2 separate regions of the Zea mays genome follow, and region 1 is linked to region 2. A link is a contact called in public Hi-C data. All regions are on one chromosome and are shown on one strand. The core of a region is the stretch at or near the end of the contact, and the rest is flanking DNA. Distances in the headings are between cores, read along the strand shown.

Region 1 (7,936 bases), core at 1,858-4,357, 65 kb after region 2:
TGACGTATTTCTCCGGCCGGGGGTTGGCCCGCCCATACCTGCCCGACGTCCCGACGGACCGGCTCAAGCGCTCCTGTTCCCTCGTTGAGCCTGGCCTGTGCCTCGCGGACTTGCTCGAGTTGTGGGTCGTAACCCCCCGCCGGAGCGGGGACCACAGCTAGCTCCCGCGGGATGTCGGCGCGAGGCACCGGCCTAGGAAGGTCACCGTCCTCCGGCATGCCGAGATGGTTGCCTTCGGAGGGATCCCCTAGCTCGACGTGGAAACATTCGCGGCTCGGGCCGCAGTCCTCGTCGTCAAGGCTGCGGCTTCCGTCGGAACAGTCGGAGAGGCAGTAGTCACATGCGGTCATGAAGTCCCGCATGGCACTGGGGTTGCCAAGTCCAGAGAAATCCCAACAGATGCTGGGATCGTCATCTTCCTCGGACCCAGAGGGCCCGTAGGTTGAGACGTCCGTCAACCGGTCCCAAGGCGACCGCATACGAAACCCCAGTGGGGTTGCATTCGCCTCAATGAGAGCGCCCGTCAAAGCAAGATTGCTAGGCGGGTTGAGGCCGAGTCGAAATGACGTAAGATGGGAGTTAGTCGGTACCTTTTGGTCGACGAGGAGCGACGTAGTCACATCGAGGACTGGTTGCACCGTCATCCCAGGTACGAGGGTGACGTCCTGCAGGCTTTCCGCGAGCGCGCTGGCGTCGTCTTCTTGCTCGGGATCGGCGTGTCGCGGGGGGACGGCGCTTGCCTTCGTCTCGAACGCGAGGTCGACGCCCGGCGTGCCTTCCGTCGGGGCGTCGGGGGCGTCGATTCGCCCAACGGCCGACGAAGCGCGGCCTCTCGCTTGGCCTTGGTGGCCCCGCCTCCTCCTCCGTTGGCGGGGGAGAGGACGGAGCGAGCTCGAATGTTGTTCTTCCACCACGCGGGGAAGATGTCGTCGATTCCGCCGCCGGCGGGCGGGTTGTCGGCCGCCATTGTCGTTGTCGCGCGGCGGTGGAAGGAGTATCACGTCGTAGCTGCCGTCGAAGGACATGAACTCAAGGCTCCCGAAACGGAGCACCGTCCCGGGCCGGAGAGGTTGCTGGAGACTGCCCATCTGGAGCTTGACGGGAAGCTGTTCGTCAGCACGCAGCAGGCCCCTACCTGGCGCGCCAACTGTCGGCATTTCGAGACCGGGGGGTCCCTAAGCCGACGAGTGAGTGTGCTGCGTGCCCCAGCCCAGATGGGTCGAGCGCGTGGGCGAGCGCGAAGGGGGGAGAGGCGAGGTGGCCGGAGATGGGCGTGAGAGAGGTGGAAGTCCCGCGGCCTTCGTGTTCGTCCCGCGCCCAGGTCGGGTGCGCTTGCAGTAGGGGGGTTACAAGCGTCCACGCGGGTGAGGGAAGCGAGCGGCCCCAAGAGAGCGCCTGTCCCGTCCTCGGTCCCGCGCGGCCAACCCTCTCTGAGAAGGCCCTGGTCCTTCCTTTTATATGCGTAAGGAGAGGATCCAGGTGTACAATGGGGGTGTAGCAGAGTGCTACGTGTCTAGCGGAGAGAGAGCTAGCGCACTAAGTACATGCCAATGTGGCAGCCGGAGAGATCTTGGCACCCTGCTGGCGTAATGTCGTGGCTGTCGGGGAGCAACGGAGCCTGGCGGAGAGACAGCTGTCGGGCGGTCGAGTCCTTGCTGACGTCCCCCCGCTTCCGTAAGAGAGCTGAGAGCCGCCGTCGTCACAGAGCTTGGGGGCGCCATCATTGCTTATCTGGCGGAGCTAGCCAGATGGGACACCGGTCTTGTTCTCTGTGACCCGAGTCGGCTCGGGGTAGGACGATGATGGCGCTCCCTGTTGACGTGGCGGGCCCGCGTCCGAGGCCGGGCGACGTGGGCGTTCCTCCGAAGCTGGGGTCGAATCTGTCTTCCGTTGCCGAGGCCGAGCCCGAGCCCCTGGGTCGGGCGAGGCGGAAGTCGTTCAGCAGAGGCCAGGGCGGAGTCCGAGCCCTGGGGTCGGGCGAAGCGGAGTTCGTCGTCTTCCGGGTCTTAGCCCGAGTCCGAGCCCTGGGGTCGGGCGGAGCGGAGTTCGCCGTCTTCCGGGTCTTAGCCCGAGTCCGAGCCCTGGGGTCGGGCGGAGCGGAGTTCGCCGTCTTCCGGGTCTTAGCCCGAGTCCGAGCCCTGGGGTCGGGCGGAGCGGAGTTCGCCGTCTTCCGGGTCTTAGCCCGAGTCCGAGCCCTGGGGTCGGGCGGAGCGGAGTTTCCTATGGCGCCTCTGGCGAGGTCTGACTGCCTGTCAGACTCACTCTGTTGAGTGGCACTGCAGTCGGAGCGGCGCAGGCGGCGCTGTCCTCCCGTCAGACCGGTCAGTGGAGCGGCTGAGTGACGGCGGTCACTTCGGCTCTGCCGGGGGCGCGCGTCAGGATAAAGGTGTCAGGCCACCTTTACGTTAAATGCTCCTGCAACTTGGTCAGTCGGTGCGGCGATTTAGTCAGGGTTGCTTCTTAGCGAAGCCAAGGCCTCGAGCGAGCCGGAGATGTGTTCGCCGTTAAAAAGGGGGCCTCGGGCGGGACGGAAGTCCCTCGAGGTCGGCTGCCCGAGTCCGAGGCTAGGCTCGGGTGAAGCGTGATCGAGTCACTCGTATGGACTGATCCCCGACTTAATCGCACCCATCAGGCCTTTGCAGCTTTATGCTGATGGGGTTACCAGCTGAGAATTAGGCGTCTTGAGGGTACCCCTAATTATGGTCCCCGACACACGCGCTCCGACTGGTTCTTCCGACCCACTCCCCACTCTCAGCTACTACCCTGTCCAGCGTCTACATAGTCAGCTATTGCGCCTGCTCAGCACCCAACTCCACCCACGCAGCTACCATACCGCGCAAAAAATATGCAGAGCAAACACTCGAACCCACACCTCTAGCTCCAAAAAATTGAGGCTAACTACCGTACCACACCACTAGCTCCGAAAAATTGAGGCTAACTACCGTACCATATATATCTTAGTGTTTAAAAATAAACAATAATTATATTTAAATAAATATCTTAATACCTATTTATATTATATAAAAACCGTATAGCACATGTAATCGAAGCTGCAGAGAGACTGTCACGTGGTGGGGGATGCAGGAACGGATCCTCGCCGCAACGCACACGTCGTCTCTGCACAGTAGTCGTCCACCAAGCGAGCCACGGTGCGCGCGACTGGGAAACCGATCCGTGCAGCGGTGATTATTCCATTTTCTTGCACACGCACGCACGCACGGCCCGGAGACGACGTGGAGTGAAGAGCCGTCGGTTTATTTCCTTGCACTCCCTATGTACAGTATAATAGGGGCGACATTACATTGTCTGGGAAGGTAAAACGAAACGTCACGGGGGGGACTACAGAACAAAAGTGAGCTCGAACTGTCACCATAGAATAACAGCCAGCAACGAGCTAGCTAACCTATCTAGCTACTTGGAGTCTTGGACGCATCGACCAAAGCCTGCGGTTGGATTCGATGGCAACGACGACACCACAAAAATTAAATAACCTTCGCTCGCACGCGGCTTGCCTTATATATTATTAGCATAACAAACGATTTGTTACAAGCAGCCACACGCAACAAAAAGGCAGCAACGAGAGCAAGACAACAAAGCTAAGGGCAGCTTATCGTCGTAGTTCGTCGGTCGCAATCGTACCGAGTGCACCAGTGCTGCAGCATCTTGTGCAGTGCGCGGCAGCTATGATGGGTTTTTTTTTTGACTTTGAGGTGATAGTTGCACGGTATAAAAGCTGACGTTCTTCTTTATAGGGGCGTGACAGCGATGATCTTCCCACTCGAAAAATGACGAGAACCGGTAACTTTCACCGTTCTCGGCTTCGAAAACCGGTCGGGTTTCTGAATCTCAATGTATTCCGGTTTCAAATTTTAAAATATAAAAGCCAACCTTTGGTCGACAAAACGGTTTTTTAGAAAATCCAAAACGAAATTGTAAATATAGGGGGCTGTGTACAACCTAGAGACTTCCGTTCAGTTTTTCAAGCACAAGAGAACGTTAATAAATAACACGATACAATCGTCGTGAGCTCGTAAATCATAAATACAGTCAAGATACAATATGTATAGAGAGTCGTATAGAGAGACATGCTCTCCACGAAGAGCCCGTCTCTTGATTTTTTTTCACTTAGCCCCCCAAAGACCTCTCAAGAGAAGTTAAATAAAAAACACAAGAGACGAGCTCTTCGCAGAGATCCCGTCTCTACACGGCTCTCTATACATATTGTATCTTCACTGCATTAATGATGTAACAGATTTTAAAGATAGCCCATTGTATGATGGAGTTTTTAGCCGTCTCTTTTACTTAGAAAATCGAGCGAGAGGCTCTAGGTTGTACACGACCTTACTTCTTTTTTCCGAGCACACTTAGCCAAGAAAGCCAACCCCTTACTTCACTGTTACGACTGGTTTTATTAAAATACTCATGCATGCTATGTCTTAGATTTTGGTGCGTGAGCATGATCTTCTTGCTCTAAGGTCAGTAACAATCATTTATTTCTTTAATTTGTAGCATTCGATTATTTTTGATACCTGGATTGCTTGATTCTCTAGTTGTTTCTCTATTTTAGAGAGAGAAGCACTAATATTATGGTGAGCCCATCTTCCAAAAACTTGACACCCATGACCCATTTAGGGGGTGTTTGGTTAGAGGGACTAAAGATTAGTATCTAGTTTCTACTCCCATTTAGTCCCTTTTTTGCCAAACACAAGGTCTAAAATATGGACTAAATTCGTTTAGTCTTTAGTCCTTAACATATGTGCTAAAAGAGACTAAAAGTCCACAATTATCCATTTACCCTTACCTTCCCTCGTCTCTCTCTCACACCCGTAGCCACTCCCTCTCGTCTCTCACATCCGCCGCCGCCCCTTCCTCCCAGCGTCCGTCGCCGCCCCTCCCTTATCTCTCTCGCGCACGACGAACGCAGCCAATCCCTCTTCTCTCTCGCGCGCGACGAGCACAACCACTCCCTCATCCTCTTCCTCTTCCAAGCCCGTCGACTAACACCGAATGCCGACGTCACCTTCGCGCGCGACGAATGCCCCCCGCCCCTCCCTCATCTCTCTCGCGCGCGACGAACGCAGCCAATCCCTCTTCTCTCTCGCGCGCGACGAGCACAACCACTCCCTCATCCTCTTCCTCTTCCAAGCCCGTCGACTAACACCGAACGCCGACGTCGCCTTCGCGCGCGACGAATGCCCCCCGCCACTCCCTCATCCTCTTCTGCGCGCGACGAACGCCCCTGCCACTCCCTCATTCCCGCGCGCGATGAATCATGGATGGCCATCACAGCTTTCGTGATTTTCTCTCCCAAGCCGGCTCATCCTCAGCACCGAGGAACCTCACCATCCCCATCCACAAAGTGGCGGAGGACAACGAGTTCGGCCTCTTCTCCCCAACCCACTTGATTCATTCCTCATCGATGAACAACTCTGCGCCCCGGATTCGGATGGATCAACTCGATCTGAACCACCAGGGCACTGAGTTTCCCCACTTCAGTTTGTATCAACAAGTTCTAGAGACTGGTGAACCAACAAACAACCTAGGATTTCCAGATTCATGCATTAGAATTGGCTGCACTCCATTCCAAACAACCAGATCTACTACTGGAGGCATGAGAGGAAGAGGAAACCCGCCTCTGGTTCGTGGCCGAGATGCATCTAGAGGTATTTCTAGAGGAAGGGGGAGGTTCAGAGGTTTCCGAGGTAGTGGTGGTATCTCCGTTCCTGTTGAACATTTGGAGGATGAAGCAGAAACTGAATCCGAAGCTCGTTTAGCTGTGGTAAGGCACTATTTTATATCTGTTATATGTTCATCTCAGTTCCTGTATGTATACTCGTTCAGTTGTTATAATTTATTTTACTGTTATATGTTATACTTAACTAACAATGATACATGATTGTTATATTCTAATGTTGCATGTCTTTATAATTTATTTTACTGTATGATTTATTTTATCTGTTTGTATCATGTCTAATGTTGCATGCAGTTAATGGGTTCATCTCCTATCTTTCATATAGTTTGAGTCACATTTCCTACAGTCTTTCCTAGAGTTTTTGCTTTAGTTTTCCAAGTGGCTGTAGCTGCTTATTCACAGTTTTTGCATGTATCTATCTCTGAAATATGTTAGGTAGTATGTATCTATTTCTGAAATCTTATGTGTTTTTTCTTTACAACCACCACATGTTCAATTACTATATTCTGTTTGTTCAATTATTTACGAGTACTTTCTTTTGTTTGTCCATATGCACAATAGCCTCAGTTTGACAAAGCTCTTTGGAGTGAAGAAAACACACAAATTTTCTCTGAATTATGTGTTGAACAAATTAGAGTTGGAAACTGCAACAATGGTACAATGTCAACAAGAGGATATAACATCATCAAGGAAGAGTTCTTTTCTAAGACAGTTTTAAGACATGACAGAAAACAATTTAAGAATAGGTGGACTCAATGCAAAAACATGTACTCGTTCTGGTTGTTCATTAACAGTCAAAGTGGTCTAGGTAGAAGAACTGATGGTACAATTGTAGCCTCAGAGTCCTTTTGGAAGATTCACACCGAGGTTAGTACACGTAGTTACATATAATTATCTTAGGTTATAGCAGTGAGTAATGTTAGCTAATAGGATATGTTACCTTTTGATTGCAGAAACATACTGAATGCAGGAAGTTCCAGTATGGGGTTCCCACATATATGGACCACTTAGCTGAGATGTTCCATGGCATTGTTGTTGATGGGTCTAGTTCTTGTTTCCCTGGTGATGCTCATGGACACCAACAAGAAATATGTGATGAAGAACAAGGAGAAGATGAATCTAGGGAAAGATTTCTTAACTCTTCTACTCCTAGTAGTGGTCGCAAAAGGTGTAGTAGCACAACAGACACAACTAGTAGCCCACCTAAAAAACCCAAACCGACTATGTCTAAGATGTTTGAAGGATTAATTACAGAAATGCAAACAACAAGAAATGAGGACACTAAAGTCTTTAACCAAATTAAAAACTACTAGTTAGAAAAAGATTCATCAGACATGGATGACTTTTCTATCTGTTTGAGCTTGGCAGAGGAAAGTGGACCTGATAAAGATTCAGATGAATACTACATGGGAACCAAGTTGTTTAAAGACAAGTTTAACAAAGTCACCTTCCATCGTTTTGACACTCCACAACAAAGGATGAAGTGGCTACAGAGACATGTTAAGGAGTATTTTGGTTAAAAATGTATTAGAATATGTATGAAGTTGTATTGTTAGCTGTTGAACTATTTATGTGATGAATAATTATGTGATGAACTATGTGATGAACTACTAGCTTTATTACCTATTAAGTTCAGTGGAAGAATGTTTCTTTTTTATGTGACTAGTGTGTTATTCATTGGAAGAATGTTTGTATTAGTTATTCACTTATTATGAATGTTTCTAGTAGTTGTCCAGTTATTTCTGGTAGCTTTATTACCTGTTAAGTTCAGTGGAATAATATATCTAGTCCAGTAATCTGTTTTATACTTATTCGATGTCTATGTGAATGAAGGTTGGAGGAACTGATTTGGTGCAACAAGCAGCCATGCTTCTAAGAATGAGAAATAAGAGGAGAAGGTACATAACATGTGCAACAACTGTTATTGGTATGTTTCACTATGAAACTTACATGAACAAAGCCTCTTATAGAATTCCAGCTCAATATGGCTATGCTTGGGTAATGCAAACACTAGGAAATAGAACTAGTTGCTATAACATGTTTAGGATGAGCAGAAACTTGTTCGATAAATTGCATAGTGCGCTTGTTGAATCTTATGGGCTGACAAGCACTAGAAGAATGACATCAGTAGAGGCATTGGGGCTATTTTTATGGATCAGTGGTGCTCCTCAATCACTTCGGCAGGCTGAAGATAGATTTTGTAGGTAACTAGAAACATGTAGCAGAAAATTTGACAAAGTTTTA
Region 2 (7,526 bases), core at 2,170-4,669:
CGGCTGGAGCACCTTCGTGAACCAGAAGAAGCTCGTCGCGGGGGACTCCATCGTGTTCATGCGGACGGAGAACGGGGACCTCTGCGTCGGCATCCGGCGCGCCAAGAAGGGCGGCATCGGAGGGCCGGAGTTCATGCACCACCACCACCAGCAGCCGCCCCCGCCGCAGGGCGGCGGGTACGCCGGGTTCTCCATGTTCCTGCGAGGGGAAGAGGACGGCGGCAAGATGATGGCCGCGGCCGCCACGAGGGGGAAGGCCGCCAGGGTGCGGGTGCGGCCAGAGGAGGTCGTCGAGGCCGCTAACCTGGCCGTGAGCGGGCAGCCGTTCGAGGTGGTGTACTACCCGAGGGCGAGCACGCCAGAGTTCTGCGTCAAGGCGGGGGCGGTGCGCGCCGCCATGCGCACCCAGTGGTGCCCCGGGATGAGGTTCAAGATGGCCTTCGAGACGGAGGACTCGTCCCGGATCAGCTGGTTCATGGGCACTGTCTCCGCCGTGCACGTCGCTGACCCCATCCGATGGCCCAATTCACCCTGGAGGCTTCTCCAGGTAAACGAACCAAGCTCCATAACTATCAAAGTTGATGATTTGCTTGCGGCAATGCATGCTGATGATTTGTGTGTGTGCCGGGGACAGGTCGCCTGGGATGAGCCGGACCTGTTACAGAACGTGAAGAGGGTGAGCCCATGGCTGGTTGAGCTGGTGTCGAACATGCCGGTCATCCATCACCTCACAGCCACGCCCTTCTCGCCGCCCAGGAAGAAGCTGTGCGTCCCACTGTACCCGGAGCTTCCGCTGGAGGGCCAGTTCCCGGCGCCGATGTTCCACGGAAGCCCCCTCCTCGGCCGTGGCGGCGCCGGTGGCCCGATGTGCTACTTCCCGGACGGCACTCCTGCAGGCATACAGGGAGCCAGGCATGCTCAATTCGGCATATCCTTATCAGATCTCCACCTGAACAAGCTGCAGCCGGGCCTGTCACCGCACGGGCTCCACCGCCAGCTCGACCACGGCGTGCAGGTGCAGGTGCAGCAGCCGAGGATCGCCGCCGGGCTCATCGTCGGCGGCCACCCGGCGGCCCGAGACGACGTCTCGTGTCTGCTCACCATCGGCACCCCAAAGAGCAAGAAGCCACCGTCAGACGTCAAGAAGGCGTCCACGGCGGCGGCACCGCAGCTGATGCTCTTCGGGAAAGCGATCCTCACCGAGCAGCAGATATCGCTAGGCGGCGGCAATGTCGTGCCGGCGCTGGCGAAGAAGAGCCCCTCCGACGACGACGACGACGTGGCCGAGAGGACGGTGAGCAACTCGGACGTGTCGAGCCCTGGGAGGAGCAACCAGGACGGCACGTCCAGTGGCGGAGGCCCGGCGGCGCGGGCGTGCTGGCAGGAGGAGGAGTGCAACAACAGGGCGGCAGGTTCTGAGGACGACCTCCTCGGGCACTGCAAGGTGTTCATGCAGTCGGAGGACGTCGGGCGCACGCTGGACCTCTCCGCCGTCGCGTCGTACGAGGAGCTCTACCAGAGGCTCGCCGACATGTTCGGCGTCGACAAGGCCGAGCTGACCAGCCACGTGTTCTACCGCGACGACGCTTCCGGAGCGCTCAAGCACCCTGGCGACGAGCCTTTCAGGTCCGTCCGTGCGTACTCCGTACCCTCGCGGCAGGCTGTTCTTTCCTTGGAAGCATCCTATTAGTATTGGGGGTACTTTGGCTTTGAATTGCTTGAAAGCTAGGACTAGGACGCCTGGACGGTACTGATGTACGCTTGGTTTGTAACATGCTTGTGAATGTGCAGTGAGTTCACCAAGACCGCCCGGAGGCTGACCATACTGACGGACGAGAGCAGCGACAGCTTAGCGAGGTAGAGTCCAGTCTCAAGGAGACGGCGGTTCGGCAGTTTCGGTTGGGAGTGGGAGGCGCCCCGGAACGGGAGCGCGTGCGTGCGTCTGATCCAGGACCAAAGATTTGTCGGACTAGTAGCTCTACAGTAGTGGAGTACGTACGTACACCTTGATGCTGCTGCTTCTGCTGTCAGTTCAAGTGGCCATAACCATAATGCAGCTGCCTTTGGTCACAGTGACTGATCGGATGTGTTGTGTACATCGGACCGTTGATTTGCGAACGCGATTACTGAAAGATTATTATTATTTTTTTGTATTTTTGATATAACTAAGGTGCTTTGGTTAGTTGGTTGGTTTGTCTGGGATGCTCAAGTATTCTCTGTTCTCGCTCTGTTCCTCTGCCTCTTGTGTCTCTACTCTACTACTCTATCATCAAGTAAACAAAAAAAAAAAAAAGGCATGGACTGCTCGGTGCTCTCACCTGGCCGGAGCTGGGATCGGCGGCCGGCGGGCATGGTTTAGTAATTTCGCATCGAATTCATCGCGTTCCACCGTCAGTTAGTCAGTCAGTCAGTCCGTCCGTCGGTGTTGTGCTGTCGTGTCGGCCCTTCTTTGACGCGCGCGCTACTTGTCACGTCCAGTCAAGGTCCATGCATGCCCTGTCGTTGTTCTATTTCTACGGAGATTGTGGTGGGCGCAGCGCAGGGACAGCGGTACGTGCGTGTCCTCCCTCTCCCTCCCCACGCGCGCCCCTTTCACCTTTTTATACTGACACTTCCGTTCTGCGATCTACCTGCACCTGCGTACATGCATGGCACACGGTTTGCCCGGTGATCACTCCTGCAGTACTCTCGTGCCGATCCAGTCCCACGGCCACGGCCCCGCTTCTTATGTATCCTCTGGGAATTCGTCTGCGCACGGGTGAAAAGCGTGGCACGCACACTAGCCGCGGTCGAAACCGAGGTACAGTACAGTAGGCTCGCGCGACACACTAGCCACCACCAGTTAACCAACCAGTCCCTGCACCGTGCACGTACTGCACTGCGTGTGGAAGAGTGGAACGCTCGTGGATCTTGGCATATCCGCCGTGCTGTTGTACGGCCACGCATTTGCTCTCTACCGCGACCGTTTTCTGCCGCGAGGCCGTGTGGGAGCTACGCCGTCGTCCTCCTCTGCTGTGATGCACGTACGGGTGGGTGAAAAGGTAGACGGACGGACGGACAGACACGCGGTGAAACCTCGGCGAATCACTCGTGCAGAAGCGCGGCAGAACCTTGCTTTGCTTCCATGTATGGACAGCTAAAATTCTCCCTCCGAGTCGTCTAATAACTCGTGCAGCAGTGCAGCGCATGCGTACACGAATGAGCCTCCATGTACGGACAGCTAAAATTCTCCCTCCGAGTCCTCCGAGGCCGCGCGCGGGCGCTGGCGCCGTGTCGGCAAGCGAGTGGCGTCGCTGTCTGCCTGGCTGGTCTCGACGAGATGTCATGTCGTCGTGTCCGGATCGGGCAGAACATTGCTTGCTAATCGTCGCACGTTACTTTCGTCCCTTTACGTGCCACTGGCCTGCGACTGCGATTGCAAGCGACGGGGCGATGTGTCGTGTCGTGTCTCGTTTATATATATATTACTACTCTATAAGGCTTTATTGTAGGCGTTCACATTGCACCGTATTCTGCCATCCTCTCCCTCGCGCAATCGCGTCGTGCTCACAGCCAATGCCCCCGCCAGGCCCTCCTCGCCCCATTCTCTCTCCTGCAATCCCCGCGGCCTCGCTCCGGTTCTCCATCCTCGCCCACATGTCGTCCCTAAACCCCGCCCCGGCTCTCTCCATGGAAAGCGCGTCCTCTGCGCTCGGCTCTCCGCGCTCGTCCCTAAACCCCGCCCCGGCTCTCCGCTATCCATGGAACGTGGGTCCTCTGCCCCGGATCACCGCGCCGGCCCTCGATCCGCGTCCGCGACAGCCCGATCTCGCGTGTGGATTGGGTACCCCTCTGCCCCAGATCGTCGCCTCCGCCCGGCATCAGCGTCCGTGTCCGCGTTGTGGCGTCCGCAGTCTCCATGGAAGGCAATCCCGTGCGTGGATTAGGCACCCCTCTGCTGGCGCCAGCACCGCCCATTCGGGACCACGCGCAGCCCTCGCCGTGCCATGCGCCACCATTGGCCTCCTCAGGTGGGACTTCCCCTTTCGAATTCTCAGATCTGAGGCCGCCGCCGGATCTAGAGGTGACAACGATTTCCCCGAGTTCAAGCGCCATTGACCGCAGCAAGACCTGAAGGACACCAGTGCTTCCTTGATTCCATCCTAGACGAACCGAGGCCCCCAAATCAGGTTTGATTCGTAGTTATCTTTTGCTCCAATGACTTCTGGATGCTTGGGCCACTTGCACAGCTGAACCACATGTGCTAGGCTCGATTTGGTTTTGGGATGAGTTAGGGTTTTGTATTGTAGCAAGATCTTGTATCTCTAACTAAAGAATTAATATGTATTGACGATTAAGTGAATTATAGATCAGCAGGCTATATTTAATTTGGCCCGTAGCCCCGCGGATGTGACTTTTGCCACCTCCATGCGACTGATAGGCTCTCTTTGAGATCGGTATATTGAGTTGTCCAGTTGAGCTCCTTGCTGATCTTTGTTGGGTCGCTGTATACTTCTGCATAATCTCCTGGCCTTCTGTTGAGGTACTCAATTTTGATGTAGACCCCAATTGCCTTCTTGCAGGCATCAACAAACTCATTAACCGAGCGACCTGAAAGACATGCATATATCAGAGCAAAGTGATAATGACGCCACAAGAGAAGACTTCAGGGATGATTTACTTCAGTCTTACAGCTTGACGCACAAATCACTATTGACCCTACGAAAATTATTTTGTTTAAATACTACAAAGATATGCTGTCACAGATTAACTGTTTGCGGCCTCTATGTCTTGTTACCATGTAAGTTAAGCAAAGTATTTATTACAACCTGTGCAGTGTATAAACCTCCATATGAGCAAATAATAATTATTCAAACCTCTTCCTGTTCCAACATTGTAAATGCCGACTTTTCTAGGCTCTGCTTGTTGAGTGCTTTCACATGAGCATCAAGTAAATCTGTGACATCAATATAATCTCTTATGCAGGTTCCATCAGTTGTGGGATAATCTGTTCCTTTAATCTACAGGAAGGTCATGCATAACCATCAGCTCAATCTTATAGCGCGCTTTGACAACAAAGTGCTCTATATTTTTCTCCGTTGCTCTAGGAACCCTTTGTGCCCACATCACCATATGACAATAATAGCTACAAGTTAAGGAATAAATAAACACACAATTTATAGAGCTAAAAACAAGATCTTGCTGCGATGGTATTAGTGTTATGGTGATATTTTACCATGGATTTTGCATATCATATTGATGTTTGTCGTTTCGTATCTATGTTTTGTACTAATTTATAACTTTCGTGGCAATTGGAATGCATTTGCTACAGGTTGTCCACCAATTGGATCTACTGCAACAAGTGCTCCTCCACTCGCGTGCATGTATAAAATGGCAGGGGTTCTACCAACAATCAACACACCTGTGAAGTGAAGCTGGGACGTGTAGGTTGATCCACGACGTGTGCATTTGTAGGAACCCTGATTTTGGTATGGTTTCTACACTCAAATTCATCAGTATGATATAAGACAATTTGTTTACATTAATTCTCATTGTGTGACCATTTGAAATATGTTTTGCTATTTGAAAGTTCAAGAAAAACATGATGCCTTCAATAGTTTCATGTACTTCTTGTGTTTCTTTTCAAATTTCTTTAGTTTGTCTTTTATATCCAGTTAGCTTGAAGACCTGTATTTTCAAATTCCTCCTCGTCCGGCGCCGCCTCACGGCAGCTGCGGCGGCGGCATGATGAACGAGAAGAGCAGGTAGAGGGAGAGGAGTGCCCGGACTGCGGTGGGACTAGCCTCTGTGGCCGCTGCAAAGGAGAGGGCTTCGTCTTCAAGTAGCTCTCGAAGGATATGACCACCAGGGAACACAAGGTCGCCAAGAACATGGCCACCAAATACACTTTAGGTACTGTTACGTCGTTAATTAATTCCTTGCTTGCATATCTACATATCCATCCTCACCACTCACCAAGCAAGAACATGACCAATTCTAATTGCAATGCATCTGTTGCAGGCTGTCCACCATTGGACCTACTGCAACAAGTGCTCCTCCACCCGCGTGCATGTATAAAATGGCAGGGGTTCTACCAACAATCAACACACCTGTGAAGCGAAGCTGGGACGTGTAGGTGGATCCACGACGCGTGCATCTGTAGGAACCCTGATTTTGGTATGGTTTCTACATTCAAATTCATCAGTATGATATAAGACAATCTGTTTACAAGTTTTGGTAAGGTTTACAATTATGGTATGTCTTTGACATTCTGGCCGGTATTTAAGAGTAGCCCTCTCTTCATATCATTGAAAGGTAAAACTATTAGTGGCACACATTGGTTTTTTCCTTTGTTTTCAACATGTAACATTATATTAGGGGTATGTGTAGTTTAGGGTAAGTAATATACTCCTTTGTGCTCAGTAAGTAATTGATAGAAGGTAGAAACATATGTGCTGTTTAGGGTTTACCTCTTTATGATTTCTGGCTAGCCACAATATTTTCACATTGCAAATCAAGTCCTTAGTACCCTGGTAATCAAACTAAAATGACAGAGCATCAAGCAAATTCATTGTGCACCTGCATGTTGTATGTTAAATAAATAAATTTTTGCAGGGGTTCTACCAACTATCAACACACCTGTGTTTTGTCAGAGCATCAGGAAAAGAGTATCACTAATTCACTATGTGTTGTAGGTATCCACTAACTTTGTTGGACTAAAGAGCCCAGACCAATCGACCCATTTTCGTGGAGGTCATCATCCTTCTTTGTTGAGCCATCTGGGTGACCTTGCAAATTGGATAAGTGCCAAAGAATACCTACTGCATATGAATTTTGAGCCTTTATCAGGAGCTGAATAAGAACTTTGTTCATAGAATCACACTGTTTATCTATAGACACCCACAATAGAATACCTACTGCTCATTATGGAGAAAACATTCTTGTGATACCCCTCACATGGCAGCCACAATTGTGCTAAGTGTGAAGATATAACAATTTCTTGAAGGGGTGTTAACATAAATATGTTTGTTGAATTCCACCATCACTTAAGCATTCATTTTACTGTTAGTTTGAATTGCAATCCCTCATAATTTTATCATGTGTGCTTAACTGCTTATGCATATACATATCTTGATAGGATTTTGTATGGAACTGCAAAGCCTGTTTTAAGAAGAATTTCTAGCAAAATTTTGGATGCACAATCAACACCTCAAAACTCTCTCAGCTTTGTAACCTTCAGTTACGTTTCTCTGAACCTTTGCTTCAATCATGTGATTTATTTATCTATGTGCCTTCAATTACTACAAAAGGTTTGTCTAGCCATGGCTCCTTACTGTTTACGTTTGTTTGTTTTTATTTTTTCATGCCATGACAAAGAAAACACTATCATTATCAAATATTCAAACACATAGAGTTGGTAAAAGTTTGACTACGATATTGATGATCTTTCTTGGTCTAATTGGAGTTTTTGCACCTATTCATAGGCTAGAGAGTTTATGCACTGTCCTCCTATTTTGGATACACTTTCTGTTAACAAAAATGCTACA

What was found. Hi-C and Micro-C count contacts between places; a contact is called where the count stands out from the background.
Region 1: a contact with region 2 is called in a Hi-C map of leaf, with 4 times the contacts expected there. The contact joins the enhancer-like site here to the promoter of LOC103626334 in region 2. A contact is called at or near these places in 3 of 25 Hi-C or Micro-C datasets (bundle sheath, endosperm and leaf).

The regions. Positions count from the first base shown.
Region 1 is chr5:51,001,969-51,009,904 of Zm-B73-REFERENCE-NAM-5.0, forward strand. No RefSeq gene overlaps it. Among protein-coding and RNA genes, the nearest start is that of LOC103626334, 65 kb to the left of the region's middle. Within about 2 kb of position 3,108, at least 11 of the 20 cell types and tissues checked have an H3K27ac peak or open chromatin away from gene starts, as enhancers often do. A contact at or near this core is called in leaf, where this site is marked.
Region 2 is chr5:50,937,152-50,944,677 of Zm-B73-REFERENCE-NAM-5.0, forward strand. LOC103626334 (protein FAR1-RELATED SEQUENCE 1) reads left to right here and starts at 3,420. Exons shown (of 17, transcript XM_035959029.1): 1 at 3,420-4,169; 2 at 4,563-5,010; 3 at 5,312-5,468; 4 at 5,655-5,892; 5 at 6,001-6,156; 6 at 6,675-6,732; 7 at 7,118-7,218. LOC100280136 (Auxin response factor 16) reads left to right here. Exons shown (of 4, transcript NM_001361024.1): 2 at 1-547; 3 at 635-1,626; 4 at 1,792-2,206. The coding sequence ends at 1,861.